Regions from separate parts of the Mus musculus genome. Here all the other regions are linked to region 2. Evidence: chromatin contacts called from public Hi-C, HiChIP or PLAC-seq and promoter capture Hi-C data. All regions are on one chromosome and are shown on one strand. The core of a region is the stretch at or near the end of the contact, and the rest is flanking DNA. Distances in the headings are between cores, read along the strand shown.

Region 1 (3,157 bases), core at 354-2,853, 1.1 Mb after region 2:
GCTAACCCTGCCCTCTGATCTTCTTTCTCTATTCTGCCTTTCTCTTCATGCTGATGATCACTCTCATCACAGGCCAGCTCTGTGCTTCTCCTTTAGCAGAGCTCGTTACAACCTCTTTTTCTCAGCCACTGCCTTTCCTTGTTCCTTTTGCAGCCTCTGGCTACTCGGTCCCAGGACTTGAGCTGCTCCTTGCAGTAGGGACACAGCAGGTGCCATGATACCTGTGGCCTGCAGACTGAGTCCCTTGGCTGGCCTGGGAACCAGCTCTTTCAGGGCTGTGGTGCACAGAAGAGAGCAATCCTCTTTCCTCTCCAAACCTATTGGTCGAATGAGCAGCCCACATCACCTGGATACTGGGAACTTGTTGCTGAGTGTCCTGATTTGGAGATACTGAATCGAGAACTAACACTTGTCCTTTCTGTCCCTCATTTGGACACTTTCTTGTGACTCTTCCACATTGTGTTAGAAACTGCAAGGGCATGGTCTGGGACAATAGTCAGTCAGTAAAGTGCTTGCCAGGGTCAGGTCTTGAATTTAATTACCGGAAATTATTTGAAAAAGTCTGAGTGTGCTAACACACATTTGTAATCTCAGGGCAGAGGAGGCAGAGACGGGAGCATCCCTGGGCTTCCTGGCCAGCTAGCTTAGATGAATTCCAGCAAGGGCCCTTTCTCACAAAAACAAAGTGGACAGTGATCTGGGAAGATACTTGAGGTTAATTAACCTCTGGGCTTTATGCACCTGCACCCAGGAAAACACACACACACACACACACACACACACACACACACACACACACACAGATACACAGATAGACAGACAGACAGACACATGAGACACACAGATGCACACACACATATATAAACAGACACACAGACAACACACAAGACACACATGCACACATATACAAAGAGACAGACAGAGACACACACAGAGACAGACACACACGGACACACATACATAGACATATATAGGCAGACACATACTCTATCATGTATACAGACAGACATACACAGAGAAACTGACAGATAGACACAGATAGACAAACACACACACACATACAGAGACATAAATGCAGACACAAATTCACATACATAGAAGACAGACACAGAGACGCAGGCAGGTGTACACACACACACACAGACACACACACACAGACACACACACACAGACACACACACACACACACACTACCAGATGGCAAATACCTCTGGTTCCTTTCCCAGGGATGACCCTGTCTAGTTATTACCTGGGTTTTTTTCACTTTCCCCTCAGTTCTGGCCCTAACTGTCATAAATAGATGCTTATCTCATTCTCAGTGGAGAGAAATGATGACACACAAGAGTCCGAGTGGGTGGAGTGTCCATGTTTGGACGAGACCGTCTCTGTGTTAGCAGCTGCAGGCTGGCTCTTCGATGACTCACATGTGTTAATCCCCGTATCTTCTGAAGAGAGAGCACCCTCGGATTTGCATGGGGACATTTGCACAGGGAAAGAAACAGTCCTGTGGCCAGGGTTGACGTGCAGACAACTGTGCCTGGTGGACTGTAGTGGATGGTGCCCATGGAAGCCGGTTTGTAAGCAGGGATAGAGTTGCCTTTTGGACGGGGCAGCTGATAGGGCTGGGTCTTTGAGGCAGACTTCAGTATTTGCACAGGCAATGTGAGCGGGTGCCAGTAGTTAGGAACTGGGGAAATTAGTATGTTTAGCTGCAGAGAGTCAGTGGGGAGACAGGCAGTGGCAGGTGACAGTGGGGTAGTGTTCTGAGCAACCCTATTTGAACCCATAGGCTGGTGGGCATCATTTGGTCAGGTTTCCCGTTGGGTTTTGTTATCGAGGATAATAAAAGAAAAACTCTTGGATATCTTCTTCACGCCTTGCCATAAAGCTTGAGCATTCTAGAACTCTCTAGAAACTGGTCAGGTTTTTCTCACAATCCCAACAAATGTTCATAAGAAAAGCCACTTACTGCCCCTCGCTCTACAATATGCAGGATGCTTACAGATTTCTAAAAGACAGAACATGTAACTTCAGATATGCTGGCACATGACTGTAATCTCCGCACTTCGGAGGTCAAGGCAGGAGGATTGCTAAATTTGACTATAGTGTAGTCCTCAGGGTCTCAAAAATCCCAAGCTAGGGTTGGAGGTATGATGGCTCAGCAGCCCAGAGCATGTATGTAAGTGATTTTCAGAGGACTTGGGTTTAGTTCCCAGCACCCGTGTTGAACAGCTCACAACTGCCTGTCACTCAGCTCCACTGGGATCTGACAGCCCTGGTCTCTGTGGAGATCTTACTCACATACATATAACCTTCCACCCACATACCCAATTGAAAACAACAACAGCAACAACAACAAATCTTTGAAAAAAAAAAAAAACCCTCTAAACTAAACCAAACAAAAACAAAGAACAAAACAAAACATGTAGATGATTCAGAAAATCACATGTCCTTTTATTTTTTAAAAATAGTATTTCTAAATTGAGGCGGTGGTGGTGCAAAGAGGCAGGTGGGTCTCTGAGTTCGAGGCTACCCTGGTCTACAGAGTGAGTTCCAGGTCAGCTACCACTACACAGAGAAACTCTTGTCTTGAAAAACCAAACCAAACCAAATAGTGTTTCTACTTTCTTCTTTGTCTTTCAGTGTTTTGTGTTTTGTTTATCATTTGCGGTCTTGGTTAAGTAACTGTCCTTCCTTCCAGGAATCGCCCAGGCAATGGCCTTCTTTCCTGCCATCAGGGTAGGTGCTGGTAGTGGGAGTGGCTATCTGAAGGACTCCTGCTCTAAGCAGTTGACTATGCTGGTTTCTCCTAAGTCTCTGACAGGCCCATCTTGCTGCTGCTAAGAGGTTGCCTCACCGGGCATCCTGGAGTGTTGTTCTGTTCTTCCGCAGAGCCCTGTGAGCTACTACTTGATTCGTGAAAGCACTGGCCACTTACACCAGAAAGCAACTCCGGCCTTCAGATTTAGCTGCTTCCTACTGTGATGTGTGCACCCTGTCATGAGAGAAGAGAGAGCCTCGTTGGCTTACAACCCCAGCTTCTTCCCAGGGTTCCAAAGCTATGATTCCTGCTTTCCCCTCCTCCTCACCAAGAGCTGTGATGTGTTGTGTTTCTCCTCTGTATACCTCCATGATGCTTTCCTGATTGTGAGGAAAG
Region 2 (3,321 bases), core at 46-2,545:
GGGAGGTGAGAGGTGCGGCGGCAGCAGCACATCTGCTTTGATAGCAGCCAGCAGAGCCGCCGCGGCAGAGAGCCCCTCGTTAACCCCCTTCCTGTGGCTGCACCACGTCATGGAACATTCCCGGAACGGGCCAACGTTCCACCCACTTCAGGGAACAGACATAAAGGCGCAGACCCAGCTCCTCGCGGTGCACTGCCCAAACACACATGTTTCTTCCCGATCCCCCGACCAGAAGCACAAACAAGCATGCAATCCGCCCCCACCCGTCTCCAAGCGCCGGGGGCCAGCCGGCGGCGGCTGGAGCCGCTCTGCGGCCGGTGCACCCGCAAGGCGAGGGCGCCTCCGCCTGAACCTTCCATGGAGACAGTCCCCTCCTTCTTCGCTTCCTTCCTTCCTTCTCTCCTTCCTTCCTTCCTCGCTCGGGAGGAGAAAGGAGTCACAGAAATGCCCAGCGCCAGCGCCTCCGCTGCGCTCGCTCGGCCGCAGGCCGGCAGCCCGGCCCTTGCCGTCCGCTCGCCCGCTCGCCCTCCCGCCCGCACCGCCCCCAGCCCCGCGCCGCGCCGCGCCCCCTCCCCCGCTACTTGACAACGGACCGCCGGCCGCGGCAGCCGCAGCGGTGGCCCGGCGGTGCGCGCCGGTGCACGTCCCTCATTAGTAACCAGGCACATTCCTGCCTCCAGCGCTCCCGCGCGGCCCCCTCCCCCCAGGACATTACGCAAAGCAGCCTCCCCTCATCTGCATAGAACCTCGGCCAGGGTATTCCCCGCATTTCCTAATGCGCCCGACCCCCCCCCCCTTGCTTAGGTCTCCCCCATCCCCGCCTCCTCCGACCCTTACCCCTGGGCCACCAGGAAAGCGGCCGGGGGCGCGCGCCGCGAAGGGGGCGATGGAGTTGGGCGAAGGCGATTTCAGGGTAAAGTGAAACAAGCTCGATCTCTGGTGCAGGCAGGAAAAACACAGAACCGAGGCCACTTACCGAGCCGAGAAGGGACCTAGATTCCCGCCGCTCTGCTCTGCCAGCGGCCGGTGCGCCCTCCACGCACCCCAGGGCTGCACCCAGTACCCAAGAGTCGAAGCGTGGAGGGAGGCTGCTACCCAGCCAGAGGACCTTTCAAGTTGCTCGGGCTCCGGGCAAGCTTCAATGTCCAAGACTCAACTTGGCAAATACTTGTGCCACAGTCACCGAAGATGTCTTTTTTTTTTTTTCTTTTTCCTTTTTCTTTCTCTTTTTGCGGAGACCCTCCTCCACCGGGGAGAGACAGCGCACGGCGGCGCCCCGCTCTCCAGCTCTCCACCCCCTCACCTCCAGCCCGCCTCCCGCCGGCCGCCAGCCTCCCGGCCGCGAGCCCCTCGGGCGGCTGTCAGCTCCCGGCAGTCCGGGTGACAGCGGCCGAAGGAGGGCGCGACGCGGCGGGCGGTGGGGGGGATCCTCGCAGCCGCGGCGGCCGCTCACCTGTAAAGTCACCGCAGCGCAGGAGGAGGAAGAGGAGAGAGAGGAGGAGGGGAGGAAAGCCCCCCGGTGCCCTTGTTCTTGCTGCGGCGGCTGCTCCTCGCCCAGGCTGAGCGTGTCTGGTGGGGGGTGTCTGGTAGCATTTCCTTAAGGACAGAGGGAGGGCGGGCGTGGAGGGAGGGAGGAGGGAGGGAGGCGATCCCCACCGCCAGCCCAGGCTCCTCTTGTCTTTATTTATATATTTATTTATTTTCGGACACTGTTAGGAGATGGAGCCAGGGCGGGGGCCAGGGCCGCTAGGCTGGGGCTTGAGCCGCAGGACCCGGGCCGCAGTTTGTCGGCGTGCGGGAGCCGCAGCGGCCACCTCCCCTCCGGGCTGTGGACGCACCGGGTTATTCCTGGCAGCGCCTCCCCGAACAGAAGTTACTAGGAGGAGTGCGCGGCGAGGGCGGGCGGGGGAGAGGGGAGGGAGGGAGGAAGAGGGAGAGACTCAGCCAGCGACGTCATCGGATCCCCCAGCGCGTCCCTGGGAGGGAGGCTGAACCAGAAAAACCAGTCTGGAGCAGGCCAGCGGGGCGAAGGATGTGCGACCCGGACTGGCCCTGATGCGGGCGCGCGGGGAGGGAAGGTCGCGGTCGCGCTCTCTTGCCTCGGAGCCGAGATCTCCGCTGAGAGCGGGTATCGGCTTGCCACGCAGAAACACTGGCGAGTCTGGAGCGGTCTGAGAATTTCCTACTAGGGTGTGGAAACCTCCTTCGCGCCCATTCCCTTCCCTCTCTAGCCCCCTTTCCCACGTACTGGTTCCTTGTGATCTGTGGGATCCTTACATTTTGCCCGCGTACCAAGGATTTCTCGCCTCTTCACCCTCCAGCTGCACTCACGATTTTGTTAACAATTCGGGTGGTGGTGGGGAATTATGTTGCAGCCCCTGGAGCTCACAGTGTGTTTCACTAGCATTTTCCGTGCCGGGGCGGAAGCACGAAGTTTTCACGAGCTCGAAACGCCCCAATTGCTTTCCCCGGGGTCACTCCCCAGGGCGCCCCGGGTGCACCCTGCTCAGGAAGCCGCCCGCCCTCGTCTGGGTATTCAAATAGGCTAGGGCAGCGGTGCGGGGAGCAGCTGCCGGCTTCCTGGGGGGCCGAGCGGGGGAAAGGGGGCGAGCTGCCACCTCCAGCTGCGCGCTTCTGGTTCTCTGCTAGGGACTGAAATCACACCCAGCCCTGGGAGAGCTGGGCGGGGCTGGGGGAGGGGAAGGGAATCCCAAGCGAGTAGGGGCCGGGACTCTGGCTTCCTCCCCAGCCCGGCAACACCCGGGGGACACCGGGGCTCCCTCGGGCCGTTACCCAGCGTGTGTGGACTCGTGTGCACCCTCAAGGGAGGTTCCCAAGAGGTCGCTGCGCTGGAGCGCAGACACTGGCTTCTGGGCGGTGCCGGCGCCCGGAGCGCCTCCTCCGGGTGGGCTCTCCACGGAGCTCGACCGCGCGCCGCCCACTCTTTGGATTCGAGCGTTCAGGAGCTCCCGGGGCCGTAGCACCCTCTCCCCACCCGCCTGTCCGCGCCGCCGCCCTGCCCGGGGCGGAGTAAACAAGAGACGCACAAGATTTGACCTGGCGCGACCCGGCTTTCTGGCCGGGGTTCCCCCGGAGCAGGTGACTCCGTGGGAGGGGTGGAAATTAGCCTCTGGAATTCCGGGCCTGAGACTTGAACTCTGGTTCTGCTTTAAGGCAGATAATAACTAAGATGTTTTAGGTTTCCATTCACAGTTTTCACAGTTACCGAATGTCAAGACATTAAAAAAAAAAATCGCTACCCTTCTCATTACAAGTGAATATATTAAAAAGGAAGGGCCGCCTCTTTAATGAGTTGGAGAA
Region 3 (3,144 bases), core at 5-2,504, 1.0 Mb after region 2:
AAACAAAACAGAAGGCTGGGGCATGGAGGAGAAAGGCCCCAAGGATAAAGTGTTACCTTTACCTGGCTTTAAGTATCTGACCTTGTGTATTGGGTGAACTGTGTGGCTGCTCTGTGTGTGGTAAAAACTACTTTCCGTCTCCTTTCCATACAGTCCTCTGTTGAGGTGAGGAGCAGGCTGGCCCACACTTAGAGTGCAGAGACAAGCTTCTTTTCCATGAAAGTGGAGTTTCTGCTTAAGTTGCCTGAAGTTGCTCTGCCCCGGAGATTTGTCTTTCTGGCCTTACCTGGCCTTACATTAGTAGATCGATTCATCGGTCATTTCACATTAGATGGATAACTTTGGGTTACCGTAACACCTTGTTCCTCAAATTCTTCTGGCGGTGGCTTCCTATCAATGCATATCATCTTTCTTTCTTCCTGTGTTCTTTTTTTAAGATTTATTAAATATTATTTATTATTATATGTAAGTACACTGTAGCTGTGTCTTTCAGATACACCAGAGAAGGGCGTCAGATTTCATTATGGATGTTGTGAGCCACTGTGAGCCACCATGTGGTTGCTGGGATTTGAACTCAGGACCTTTAGAAGAGCAGTCAGCGCTCTTAACCACTGAGCCATCTCTCCAGCCCCTCCTCTCATACTTTCTTTGTTTCTTGATGGCTAGCCTTCTACCTTGTTTGTCCAGCGGTTTCCCACCCCCTAGCCAGAATGCCCCTTTTCTGTTTCTGAGCCCCCAGTAGGGTGCCAGGCAACGAGGACAAGGTCGTGGCAATACTCCTGTGGGTGTCCCACTGACAGCAGGCAGGAAGGGGCTAGTGGAAGGCGGGGCTCAGTGTCTACGTGGTCCACAACCTCGGGTTAGGCAGTCGTGCGGGTCCCCGCTGGCGCAGCCACACCCACGCTCAGAAACGGTTTCTAGTGCCCTAGTTTCGGAACTACTCTGGACTGCAAAAGTCATCCGCGCTGAGGGGTTTTCCCGCGGAAAGTCCGATGGATCCCGCCCCGCCCATCTCTCCATCCCAGAGCAAGGAAGAAGAAAGAGCAAGTTCCCGGGTGGTCCACACCGTCGCCCGCAGCATCTCGGGGTGCACAGGAGGGGAAGAAGGCTCGTGCTTAGGTTCCCAGCAACCCGCAGCGTGGCGACCCCAGTCGGGACGGGAAGCTGCGCGCCTAGCCGAGGGCGTCCCCGGGGCGGGGCCCTGGTCCCCAGCTGTGCAGCCTCAGCGCGGCAGGGGCGGAGCCAGCAGCACCAGACGCGGCCCTGCGGCTCAGGGCTCGGACCCCGGCTGAGAAGCGCAGCCCGGGCCAGCAAGAAGCGGAGGGGGCAGAGCCGCGGGGACACGCCGCGGTGTCCTCCCGGCGTCCGGACGCTGGATCAGCGCCCCGCAGGATCACGGTTCGTTTTGTCCCGCGAGTCTGCTTAGCTCTCTAACTCTTTCGACATCGGGGACCCAGGTTCGGGGTTGGCTGGAGTGGTGGACCGCGCTGGCAGGGATGCTGCGCAGCTGCAGGTGGGTTTGGGGTGTGGTTCCCTCTGTGCCTCTAGGTACCTTCAGGACGAGGCTTTGGGTTTCTCACCTAGAGCCGAGAGCTTTTTTTTTTTTTTTTTTTTTTTTTTTTTTTTTTTTTTTTTTTTTATGTTTAAGAATATAATGCGTTATCAGAAGTGCTTCAGAAATGTAGACTGACTCTGAAGCTTCCTGAGGCAACTTCTGTTTTGAATTTTTGTTGTTTTTATTTAATGGAGGTGTTTTATTCAGTTCGGTCGCCACTTTCTCTAACACATCAGAATGGACACTTCTCCACTTGAACTTGACAGTATGACTCAGGAGCCAGGAAATACAGGAACACTGATACCGCGTTGAAACAGCTCCCACGGAGGATTTGGGGTAGTTTGTTTTAGGAAACCGATCTGATGGCTTTGCTTAGAGAACCACACCACGGAATTCTGTTGGCTTCTTTGGCTCCGCGAACATCAGCTGAGACCTGCGTTTTACTTCCTGTGACTCTCACACTTATTAGAGCCATTTCTCAGCAGAGGGAGGAGCTGTTGTTTCTACACGGGTATCCACAAATGAGTCACAAGTCTACTACAATTGCAAGGCTTTGTTAATACGCTTTTGAAAAGTGAGGTTGGATTCCTGTACTTTGAATAAGACCGAAGATTCAGTCTGGTACTGTCAAACTGGGGCAGGCGGCCTAGGAAGTAACTATTCAAGTTTTCAGTTTCCTAGAGCGCCTGATGGGACAACATGCCAGCTAGGGTCACTAGGCTGATCTGAGATAAACCCTTAAAATCATGTGCTTTCCCACAGAAGCTGAAGAGAAAATTAATTTCTTTATCCAATAACCATTTGGCTGTTGTTTTCACTAGTTGGTAGAAACTGGACATTTAATGAAGTGATTGTAAGTTACTCTGAAATTTAAAATATTTCAGAAAGTTTATTTTTACCAAATTAGTGCCTTAAAAAAAAACATATAGAAGCTTTTGAAGAAAGTAGATGGTTGCTGGAGCCAGACATTAAGATGCTGAGTCTCCCTGAGGCTGGATAAAGGCTCTAAGAAATAGACTTCCCTATCTAGGAGCTCAGTAGAGACAGGAATAACTGCATATCCTGGCTGAGCTGAGGTCAGCCTTAGACAGCAGTTGCAAGGTTCTGGTCTGTTCCAGCCTTTTCATCCAGGTCCATGCATGCAATATGGACACAATGCTATCCTGGCAGCCAGGGCCACAGCTGAGCAGATTCTCCTGGACATCCAACACCGTGAGATGGATGCTATGGGAAATTTATACCCAAAGAAGGTGCCCCAGTGTGGGGGATCAGAGTATCCTGGATCACTGCTGGGACAGCAAGGGAAGGTCTGGGTTCTCATCATCTGCTTGTCTTGGTTGGCAGCCTAGTTTTCATTCAATACATGCATGATTTAAAAAGCATATTAGCATATGTCTATGATTTAAAAGCCCATTAGGAAGGCATGGCTTTTAAAGTGTTTGAATTAACCATGTTTCACATTACTTAGCAGCTGTGTAAAGGCAAACCCAGTCTCTGTTATCATCCCTGGGCAGTTGGGGGCACTCTTTTAAACACCAGAGTGACTTAGGAGTGATTAGCAGCTGTCTACTCACCAGTTGATACAATAG
Region 4 (3,333 bases), core at 791-3,290, 1.1 Mb after region 2:
GAGTAGTAGTTCGTCTACTTCTGAGCTGCCCTGTGCCAGCTGAGTCACTCAGCATGCTAGTATCCTGCGTCTCTAATGCCAGGGCTGTCCCTGAGTCTTATTGACCTTTTATTTAATATCCTGTGTATCTATTTATTTTTTTTCCATCTAATCCATTGAGGCCACAATCACATATTGCTTATATTAACAGCGTTATAACAGAGAGATTAGCACAACAGATACAGAGCTGCTCGTATTTTCTTTATAACATTTACTTCCTCTGCCTGTGTGTATCTTTGCATGTATGCTTGTGCGTATCGATTTGTATATATATAAATGCATAGACGTCGAAGATCCTGTCATACTTCTCACTAATGACTTCATAGTGTCTCCTACAATGGAAGATATCCTCCTCCCTAACATCGCTGCTAACTAATCCTGCAGTGTAACATTGGTATAATAATATTGCCTAAAGTAAACCCTAAAATGTTTTCTTTGAAAATTCAACCCAGGATAGTATTTGGTGGTCAGGTCTCTTTTGTTTTGTTTAATCCATGAAGAAACTACCTTTCTTTGGGTGGTTTTTGTTTGAGTGACACTGGGCCTGTGGGATGTGTGTGTTGTTTGTGTGTATTATAGTTTGGAGGCCAGAGATTGGCATAGTGCCTTATTTTTGAGACAGGATCTCTCATTGAACCTGGGGCTCGCTGGTTGGCTATGATCCTTTGTTTCCAGAGGAAGTAGTTGGAAACAGGCATTGCTGGCACATGCCCATGCTTGCTTCCCTCTTTTATTTTTATAAAATTCGAGGGATTGAAGTCAGGTTCCCATGATTGTGCAGTAGGCTCTTTACCCACAGACCCATCTCCTAATTCCCTAGGCCTTTTGTTTTGATAGCCTCTTCCAATTTGTGTGCCCATGATAAGCCTCATGATTGATTCTCCGACAGACAGAGATACTCAACAGAGGGTGCGCTGTGATTCCATTTATCACCTGAGGCCCCATTGATGCTTTTGTAAAGTCTGGTCAAGCGTGGGATTATTTTTCTCTAACGCAGTAGCATGAAACAATTTCAGATGCAGAGAAGAGCTGAAATGTTTCCATTCGACATCTCCTTTCTCACGGCCTAAGTTCTTTAATGAGAGCACTGCTCTAATGTACTGTAGTCCTTGGTGCTTCCTGAGTTACTCTGGTCTACTGACAAGCCATGGTGTGAACGGGCTTATGTCACCTCTCTGATTGTCCTTCTCCTCAGACAGGTATCCAAGCCTCTCTAGGAATCTCTGGCCCCAGCTTTCTTCCTCGGCTGTGTGACGTGCTTCCCAAAAGCAGGACTTAGCCCCCTGCCTCCCAGTTCTCAGCGGCGCTAATATTTCACATACCAAGCTCTTCTCTTTTCTACTTGCCCTGTAGCTAGTGAACTTCTTCCTCTCCTTGAAGGATAGACCCAAATGTCATTGCTTAGGAAGGCCTTCTCAGTGGCCCTGGGCAGGTGTGACTCGTCCACTTTATGACTTTATGACTTTATCTTTCTCTTCCGGACTGCTGTCAGTCATCAGGGTTGTAATGAGGTCATTGATTATAGAGTGAATTTCATTTTATCCGTGAAGCTCGGTGTCCATAAGCCTCACTCACGTGGAAGAGGCTGTGCTAAATAAAGCCTCATGTGGATGTGCTCAGGAAGCCACTCCGTAACTGTGTCTTAGACTATATGTGGCTGGAGATGGCTTAGCAGTTAAGTACTTGACACCCCACCTCAGTATCCGTGCAGATGCCCGGCACATTTGGCAGCCTGTTTGTAATCCCAGCACGTGGGATGTGAGTTCAGGGGAACCCTGGGGTTCAAACAGAGACCCTGCTTTAACATAAAAGGTAGAGAGCAGCAGTTGAGGCAGACACCCAAGTGTCAGCCTCTGACCTCCACGTGCACATGCACACATGTACATGCACACCCACCCCTTTCACATGTGCACACACAGACCTGTGCCAGAAGCAAAGGAAAAAACAAATAAGGAATATGTTTCTGTATTTCTACTCAATACTTTCTCTTTTCCTGTTAGGTATTCATGCTAGCCTGGACCATTTTTCAGATTTAGCCTTCAGAAGAGGATCTGGGAAAGCCTTTGGATTATACTGAAACTCATTCAAGATGGCCAAGTATGGGGACCTTGAAGCCAGGCCTGATGATGGGCAGAACGAATTCAGTGACATCATTAAGTCCAGATCTGGTGAGTAATGGATGCATCACTGTGGAGCCCTCTGTATAGACTGTGTTGAAGACAGAGATTTCTTAGCTTGTTGTGCATTGTTCTTGTTAAGTAAACTTCTGAGAAACTGAATTCTGAGCCGTGAGTGACTATTGCTCTGTGAAAGGCAATCTCCAGTCTCTGTGTGGCCTATCTTACACTCCCAGCTTGCCTTTGTTACATTGTGTGTGCAGTAGTTTTACTGGGAGAAACTCCTGCCTACAGCATAACTGATGCTGCGCAGTTATGATGTCAATAAGATAGACAAGCTTAGTCTAACATTTACCCTTATTACCTGAAAACGGAAAGGAATCACATGCTTAGAGTAGCGAATACCATAGTTTCTGGTGGAAAGATCATTTTGTGGTGGGATTCCTTAACCTTTTGCCCACCTGCTAATTGCTGTTGGATGCTAACACTGGCATGTGACCTTCTCTTTCCTTTTAGAAATGTTAGTTTCTAAAGATACAGTCTTCCCCAGTGTGATCAAATCAGCCAGACTAAGACCGACGAATGACTTTCATGTGAACATTCGGATTGGAGGTCTTTGGATGCCACCCCACCCCCAGCTTATTATATAACCACTGCTTTTCAATTCTGGCTCTCCAAATGAATCAACTGGGAGTTTTTTTACAAATGCAGATGTGTTGGCTCTGCTCCAAACCCACTGAATGAAAATTTCTGTATTTTTAAAAGAGCTTCAAACATGGTTCCGAGACAGGCTCAAAGGGGAGATATTTTTGAGCAAGCATGGCCTTTTTAAGCTGGGAAAATTATATAGAGTTCTCACCTGGGTGTGAGCATTGTCCTTTTGTAACTCCAGCATTATAAACATTCCTTCGTGTCACTCTTCAACAACAACAACAACAACAACAACATTGAATAGAACTCAAAGGTGATATTTCCTGTTGGAAATGTCTGTGTGTTATGGTAAGAGTTCATTTCTTAGTCGAAACTGCTAAAATACGTGCAGGAAATGAGATCTCAGTAGGATATGCATTGCCCTTCGTGATGCTGGTTGTGCTTGGTCTGTGAAACGTCTGGATGTTACAGATAAGGCTGTGACTATGCAGTGGTTTTTGTAGCTTTAAGGACTCTTTGGGAAGTG

Evidence for each region. Promoter capture Hi-C pulls out the DNA fragments that hold promoters and counts their contacts. A called contact is a pair of places that touch in the nucleus more often than the background predicts. HiChIP or PLAC-seq counts read pairs in DNA pulled down with a chosen protein or histone mark.
Region 1: a Hi-C map of CD8 T cells shows a contact between it and region 2, with 2.8 times the contacts expected there. The contact joins the enhancer-like site here to the promoter of Hivep2 in region 2. A contact is called at or near these places in 1 of 484 Hi-C or Micro-C datasets (CD8 T cells) and 2 of 115 datasets of contacts at active chromatin or transcription factors (pancreatic cancer cells and thymic regulatory T cells).
Region 3: a promoter capture Hi-C map of pre-B cells shows a contact between it and region 2, with 4 times the contacts expected there. The contact joins the promoter of Stx11 here to the promoter of Hivep2 in region 2. A contact is called at or near these places in 2 of 39 promoter capture datasets (embryonic stem cells and pre-B cells), 1 of 484 Hi-C or Micro-C datasets (natural killer cells), 2 of 115 datasets of contacts at active chromatin or transcription factors (bone marrow-derived macrophages and regulatory T cells) and 1 of 9 other capture datasets (macrophages).
Region 4: a contact with region 2 is called in an H3K27ac HiChIP or PLAC-seq map of thymic regulatory T cells, with 3 times the contacts expected there. The contact joins the promoter of Utrn here to the promoter of Hivep2 in region 2. A contact is called at or near these places in 2 of 39 promoter capture datasets (liver and pre-B cells), 5 of 484 Hi-C or Micro-C datasets (cardiomyocytes, embryonic stem cells and pre-B cells), 7 of 115 datasets of contacts at active chromatin or transcription factors (astrocytes, extraembryonic endoderm stem cells, large pre-B cells and 4 more) and 2 of 9 other capture datasets (adipose tissue and liver).

The regions. Positions count from the first base shown.
Region 1 is chr10:12,819,752-12,822,908 of GRCm38.p6, reverse strand. All of the region lies in intron 1 of Utrn (utrophin), which reads left to right. Among named protein-coding and RNA genes, the nearest start is that of Utrn, 40 kb to the left of the region's middle. Within about 2 kb of position 1,603, at least 78 of the 459 cell types and tissues checked have an H3K27ac peak or open chromatin away from gene starts, as enhancers often do. A contact at or near this core is called in CD8 T cells and pancreatic cancer cells, where this site is marked.
Region 2 is chr10:13,964,353-13,967,673 of GRCm38.p6, reverse strand. It overlaps Hivep2 (human immunodeficiency virus type I enhancer binding protein 2), which reads right to left and starts at 1,295. Exons shown (of 9, transcript NM_010437.2): 1 at 977-1,295.
Region 3 is chr10:12,962,369-12,965,512 of GRCm38.p6, reverse strand. Stx11 (syntaxin 11) reads left to right here and starts at 1,254. Exons shown (of 3, transcript NM_029075.1): 1 at 1,254-1,513.
Region 4 is chr10:12,860,442-12,863,774 of GRCm38.p6, reverse strand. It overlaps Utrn (utrophin), which reads left to right and starts at 2,040. Exons shown (of 74, transcript NM_011682.4): 1 at 2,040-2,207. The coding sequence starts at 2,129.